Linked DNA regions of Mus musculus: region 2 is linked to region 1. Evidence: chromatin contacts called from public Hi-C data. All regions are on one chromosome and are shown on one strand. The core of a region is the stretch at or near the end of the contact, and the rest is flanking DNA. Distances in the headings are between cores, read along the strand shown.

Region 1 (3,564 bases), core at 795-3,294:
TTTATACTTATTAGGTTTACACTGGAAAGGCTTTCATCCGGAGACCTGAGTGATACAGCACGGGGAAACAGCAGTGATGACTTGATTGCCCCCAGAGACTGCTCTATTGTTGAACTAAGTCTCTCTCCTTTGCCAGGCAACCACAGCCTAGGAGATCAGGGCTTTGAAAAGAAATGACCTTTTACTGAGTGAATTATATCCTGTCTGAAGAAAACAAGTCGAGGAAGCAGGAAAACAAAACTCCTGTAAATAATGCAATGTGACACTGGCCTTCACTGGGCGTTTGGTCCACCTCTGTAGGGATTTAAAACGGTTTCTGCCACACAGGACTGTGAAGAGGCGTTAGGAAAACTGCTACCGAGGGGTGGGAATGGTGCACTGTACATTTCAACGGCTTCTGATCTTCTAGCCTGAGCCTCCTGCCGAGTCAACTTACCCCACTAACTCTTACTGGGTCCTACTCCATGTATACTAACTGAATTACCTCCATAATATTAGGTGTGGATTGGCAGGCAGAGGCCAGTCCAGGCAGAGGGCATGCAACTAATAGGTTGCAACCCCTTTGGCATACGTCTATCTCCAAACATAATTGCATTACAATAAGAAGAGTAGCAAAATTACAGTTAAGAAGTAGCAACGAAAATAATTTTATGTTAGGGGTCACCACAACAGGAGGAACTGTATTAAAGAGTCCCAGCATTTGGAAGGCTGAGAAACATTGACCTAGAGAAGTGAAGCACGTTTATGTACAGTATCTTCACATAAATAGAGAAACATTTCAGTGGGGAAACTCCCTTTACTTATATAGGCCCATAGTGTAATTTCCTCTGGTGTCCAAGAAAGACAGCCTCAATTAATCAAACTAGGGATATTCAGAACAATGGATCTCTGCAGATTTCCCCTTCAGGTTTGGCTCTTAGGAGAACAGACATGAATTCTTTGCCTCACTTCAGTTAAGAACTCGGACAAAACTATCGGAAAAGATTCCCGGCCCTGTTTCAGGGGTGTTGGGGATGAAGCAGGTGCCTGCCCCAAGCTCCACGTCCAAGAACTTTCTTCATTCTTTTGTGTGCATGGTTTTTGGGTCGTTCTTATTACAGCCTACTTAATCATAAATCTGCTCAAAAATGAAAGTTTTCTTTGCATAAATCTTGATGTTTGTTTCAGTCTTGGCGAACACACCGGGGGAAAAAAATTGAAAATTTGCAAGGTGTTTTCCATACACCCAATGAACCTTATTAAAAGCATTGGTTATATACTGATGAATATTTGGACAAAAGTCACAAAAGAGGAGGAAATGACACTTTTATATATTCAAAGGGATGGTTTATAAATGATAAGAACCAATGCCTAGGCCAGAACTAATTGGTCTCCCGTTGCAATTCCAGTCTAGTTGTGTGGAAAACTAAACTTCATCCAGTTACTGTAGGCTGGGACTCGGTCTTGTTGGAAATGGACTGAAATGGTTAGGTTACCAACCCTGGCCTCCTACATCCAAGTCTGGGGTGTCCCACCCATGTCCATTTCCTCTTTATTCTCCCACGCTTGCTCTTAGGTGGGTGCCTGCCCTGCATTTCGCACTCCGGCTGCTCCTCCTCCGCGAGGCTGGACTTATCTAAGTTTGGGGCTTCCGGGCTGCCCTCCGCTGCCGGAGAGCTTCTGTCTTCTGATCTCAAAGCCCGTGGCCCGCACTCAGCGGAGCCGGCCACACCTTCTGTGTCCCTCGTCCCCCACCTGCTGGTGGACCCGCGGGTCGCCCTCCACCAGGACCGGCCCCCGCCCGCCTAGCCGTGCCCAGCATCTCCCGCCCTGTCCGCGCCCCGCCTTCCGCACGGCCGCGGCGTCCGCACGCACCCACTCGTTGGCCCGATGGCCGAAAGTGTACAGAGCCACCTGGCTGGCCACGTCCACGATGCGACTGATGTAGGGGTCGTGGCGCCGCAGGGCTGCCAGGCTGATATCGTGTCCCTTCCCAGGCAGGCCACCTGCCGCCGCGGCCGCCATCTTCCCACCCACCCTCCTGCCCAGCCTTCAGGAAGCCCCCTCAATCGACCGCCGAGCGAGCGAGCGAGCGCGGCGGGGCGACCTTCCGGCATTTGGGGACCCGGGCTAGGCTTCGCTAATCGATGGCCGGGTCCTCTCGCGGAGGATCGTCGCCTTGGCAACAGGAAGCTCAGCCCTGCTCAAGGAAGCCCGTTTTATCTATTTCTTTCTTCAGGAGCCTCTGAGCTGTGCCCATTTCCTTCTTGAATACGGCCCACGCCTTTGCAGAGCTCTTCTTTGGCTCTTCGATGACCAATCAAACATAGTCACTCCAAAAAGAACTCTGAGAATTCTTAAATGGGGCTCCCCAATATCCGTGAGGGATTTCCTGAGTGCCTCAGAGGCCTGCAAGGTTATGATTGTCCATGACAATTCTGAGACTTGCATGATGTGTGCAAAAGGACGACTGCACCGGTAAAGAACCAAGGGAGGCCCCAAACTGCACCACTAGCCGGTGTATTCTTGCCGCTGTGCATTATTCTCTGGAAAACTTGTCTGAGCAGCTGAAGCCAGGCGTCCCTTGGTCAAAGTACTAAATTAAAAAAAAAAAAAACAATCTTTGGGTATATTTTTTAAATTAATGTGGGGGAAAAATTAGAAAGAATGGATAACGCAGAGCTGTTGCACGCCATATTTGCCTCTAGGCAAATATGTTCTGCACTTGAGATGGGCTGAATTTGTGGTTTTATTGTAGGTTTTGCTGGGGTTGGAGGGCTTGTTTCTCGAGACAGAGTCTATGGCAGGTTTCAGTCTTTGCTCCTCCTGCCTTGGGGTCTTAAGTGCTAGGACTACTGGGGTGTGCCACCACCCAGCCCAGGGGTTTAATTTTACTTCCACAGAGCATCAGTTTAACATGAAAGAAAGATGAACAAACTTATGGCTATTCAGATAGATTCTGGACAGGCTTTTTCAAAACTAAGATTTTCCTGTTTCTTTCAAGAAATCAAGGGGTAGGTATTGTTGCTAATGATAATTTTTTAGGTTAATTTTTAAAAAAATGGGCCATGAGCTTGACTGTCTCAATACTTAAGTCTCTTCAGATGAGACCTGTGGTGCTATCAATGAGTACACTTCTAAAAGATTATACTCTAATGGGAACTGTCAACATTTGAAAGATATAGCTCCCTTAGCCCGGTCATTCAATGATTTTCAGATAATAAAATGGTGTCACAAACTCACATACAGGTAGGAGATCCATTCAAGGCGAATGTGGATCAGTGGATTTCAGTGTCCCACAAAGTATGAAAGGGTGATAGGACTTCAAGAAACTGCACTTTGTCAAATTTTGATATATCATCAAAGGATATTTATAGTTACATGAACAGATCATTAAAGTGGCATCCCTTGTACCATTACATTGTCTTTGTGAGGCTAGGACTTGTTCATTTATGTGACTTATTAAGTCAGTTTACACTTGGGATGATGAGAATCTGGTAGTTGCTCAGTGCATAAAGCTGAGTGCCTCACGAGTTCTAACATGGCACTGAATACCTGGGTATCTGGGCAGCTGCTGGTCCTTAC
Region 2 (3,275 bases), core at 521-3,020, 550 kb after region 1:
TGAGGTCCTTTGCCAGAGCGTATGGGAAAAAAAAGGCTGCCAGGTGATGCCGCCTCCAACCATCTCCTACAGGACCTGGTCCCACGCCCAATCAAAATACAGTTATCAAAATGACAGTGTTCTAAATATCAACTTGGCATCACTGCCTCCCAGATCACATGGCCTTAGAACACAAAGCTATCTAGTGTGAGCTGACATTTCACAATGGCAAGCTTATGCCACACTTAAATGCAGGAGATGGTCACAAGATGTCAGACTGGCCACCGGGCTGGTCTCTCCCTCTTTTCTAAAGTTCCTAATGGCAGCAAGTGTCTTTTCAAAGAGCAAACCTCCAATGCTGCTGAGAATGGAAAAGAGAAGGGTGAGAGAGGTGAACCGGAAGTGTTGAGGAACTTCTAAATGGAAGAAGGTAGATGGGGTTCAGATCCAAAAGGGTGAGACTTGAGACGAGCACTTTCAGACAGTTTGAGACCACAGAGGGTGAGGCAGCAGCCAGGAGCAGCTCCAGCCTGACTGTCAACAGACTCAAGGGACAGGAGAGACCTGGACACTAGGTAAACTGATCCCCTGGGACTTACCTTCTGGGGAAGCTCTGCTATGGTCAACAGCATTTGCCTTCGCACCCCAGGGCTTTGAGGTAGGAAAGTCCCAGCAGAGCCGTCCCTCTGAGAGAAGCTACCCACCAGACCCCTCACCACAGCTTGCCTGGGATCAGTGATCACCAGGGAGCTTCCGTACTAAAAACTTTATTCAAAGAGCAAATGACAATAATCCCAAACTCTGAGGAACATCAGAGAGGAGGGGTGTCTGTGTCACACTCAAGTTACAAATAAATAAACACACAGGGAGAAGGAAGGGAGCAGGCCCAAAAGATTTGAAATTGAATGCAATTCGCATCGTTAACGCTTCTGTCACATTAGAAGAAACAATGGTAGCAGCCATTGCTAAACAGAGCAAAGGAGGAAGAGAAAATACAACAGTTAAATTTTTTATCTCCTCTCTAAAATATTTTTAAATAGATGAGATGTATAGCAGAAAGGATACAGCTAAGAATGAACTGATGAAAGATCAGCGGGGTTACTATATAACTGAAGTACGATGAAATATATAAATTATGAAATAAAGATTAAGACAAAGAGAATGGAGATAGAAAAGTCCTACTGTGAGATAGACATTCCAGACAAGAGCAAAAGAAATGAAGAGAGTAAAACAACAAGCTGATCAAAGAAAATTTCAAAAAAAGATTTAGCCTTCTAATTGAAATAGCCTATTGAGTGCAGAACAGGCTAACAAGAAAAATTTTAACCCTCCAGGGGTGATGGCTCCTGCCTATACCCTTAGAACTCAGAAGGCCAGGGCAGGAGGGTCATGAATTCAAAGCTAGTTTGGGTTATAAGATAAGACCTTTTTCCAGCCTTATCTACAAATATCTAAAACTGTTTATGACTTTTTAAAATGCTAACACTTAAAAAAAAATCTTCAAGGTTTCCAAAGTTACAAAAACTGTAACACATTTAAGAAGGGGAAACCCTTCAAAGCTGGTTTTATTTTGGTTGTGTTTTTTGAGGCTAGCTGTACAAAGACACTATATCCCTAATTAACATAAATAACAAAAATCCTCAGCAGAATGCCAGCAGACTTAATTGGACAGTATGTTAAAAACATCATTCAGCAATTGCAGGAGGGATTGAAACCTGGAATGGCCATGTGGCATTCCTCATATGCCAACCAGGAAATGCAGTGCAGTACATTAGCAGACAGGACATAAGCCACGTGGCACCCCAGCAGCTGAGAGTTCCTGTGTGACTCATCTGTGTGACTAGGGGCAAAGGGATGTAAACGTGTGTGTTAAATATTGAAAGTCAGCAACTAGCTGCGTAGAAATTGAATGTGTACGTGTCAAGGCATGGAAGGAGAGTGCGTATGGAGCTCAGTGGGCGGTGCTTCCCTGACAAACCCAAGGTCGGATTCTGAGCACTGCCCGAAAGCAAACCACAGATCAAAAAACTGGACAGGGGAAACTACAACAGTTTATCAAAAGGAAGGGTAACAGTGGCACTAAATATGGGGAGGGGGAGGGGGGAGGAGAATGAAGTAAAAGGGAAGAAGAAAGATAATACAAAGATACTAAAAATTAATCTTCTTAAAAATGTCCATTAAAAATCAAGCTTTACCATCAGCAACATGACTCAGTAGCTAAAGGTGCTTGCTGCCAAGACTGCCAAGACTGCCAAGACTGCCAAGACTGGCAAGCTAAGGTCAATCCACCAGGGCCCACAGACTAGAAGGGAGAACCGACTCCCAAAGTTGCACTTTGACCACCACACATGGGCTGTGACACACGACACACAAAATTAATTTTCAGGTACTTAATACCAATAAAACGTTTAATAAACCAATAATATATAACATGTAATATATAACATACAATAATGTATAATATTCAATATATGATATATAATAATATAATATATAATATAATGTGTGAGATAATATATAATATATAATATATAATGTATAATGTATAATGTATAATATATAATATATAATATATAATATGTAATATGTAATATGTAATATATAATATATAATATATAATATATAATATATAATATATAATATATAATATATAATATATAATATAATGTGTGAGATAATATATAATATATAACATATCATATCATGTGTAATATATATGTTATATTTTATATATTACCTATGATATACAATTAATATGTTCACTATAGTTATTGTATTTATATATAATTATATATTAACTACTATATTATATAATCTGTAATACATATTATATTTAATAATTGCAAACAATATAAGCTTAACAATATATGGATTGGAAATACGGATAGTAATAGAACACAAGGAGAAGATAAACCCATAATAGACTGACTGAATATACAGTTTATAAAAAGTCATAGTTTGGGGACTGGAGAGATGGCTCAGTGATTAAGAGCACTGACTGCTCTTCCAGAGGTCCTGAGTTCAATTCCCAGCAACCACATGGTGGCTCACAACCATCTGTACTGGGATCTGATACCCCCTTCTAGTGTTTCTGAAAACAGCAACAGTGTACTCACATACATGAAATAAACAAATCTTTAAAAAAAATAAAAACAGTCATAGTTTGCCACAGGTGAAGAGCATCTAAAGAGCACTAGAGGTGGATGACAAGAGGTGTCATCCATAGATCTGACCTCAATGGATGGCAAAAAAGACATATTCTTATTTAGCACCCAGGAACATCCACAAAAGTACCC

The links. Hi-C and Micro-C count contacts between places; a contact is called where the count stands out from the background.
Region 2: a contact with region 1 is called in a Hi-C map of the N1E-115 cell line, with 3 times the contacts expected there. The contact joins the enhancer-like site here to the promoter of Dcp1b in region 1. A contact is called at or near these places in 1 of 39 promoter capture datasets (second pharyngeal arch cranial neural crest), 1 of 15 datasets of contacts at CTCF or cohesin (stem cell-derived epiblast-like cells), 11 of 484 Hi-C or Micro-C datasets (the N1E-115 cell line, brain, cerebellar granule neurons and 6 more) and 19 of 115 datasets of contacts at active chromatin or transcription factors (the SCID.adh cell line, astrocytes, craniofacial prominence and 12 more).

The regions. Positions count from the first base shown.
Region 1 is chr6:119,173,733-119,177,296 of GRCm38.p6, reverse strand. It overlaps Dcp1b (decapping mRNA 1B), which reads right to left and starts at 2,044. Exons shown (of 9, transcript NM_001033379.3): 1 at 1,855-2,044. The coding sequence starts at 2,004. It also overlaps a transcript of Cacna1c not described here.
Region 2 is chr6:118,620,571-118,623,845 of GRCm38.p6, reverse strand. All of the region lies in intron 34 of Cacna1c (calcium channel, voltage-dependent, L type, alpha 1C subunit), which reads left to right. Among named protein-coding and RNA genes, the nearest start is that of Gm38887, 26 kb to the right of the region's middle. Within about 2 kb of position 1,770, at least 32 of the 459 cell types and tissues checked have an H3K27ac peak or open chromatin away from gene starts, as enhancers often do. A contact at or near this core is called in the N1E-115 cell line and embryonic fibroblasts, where this site is marked.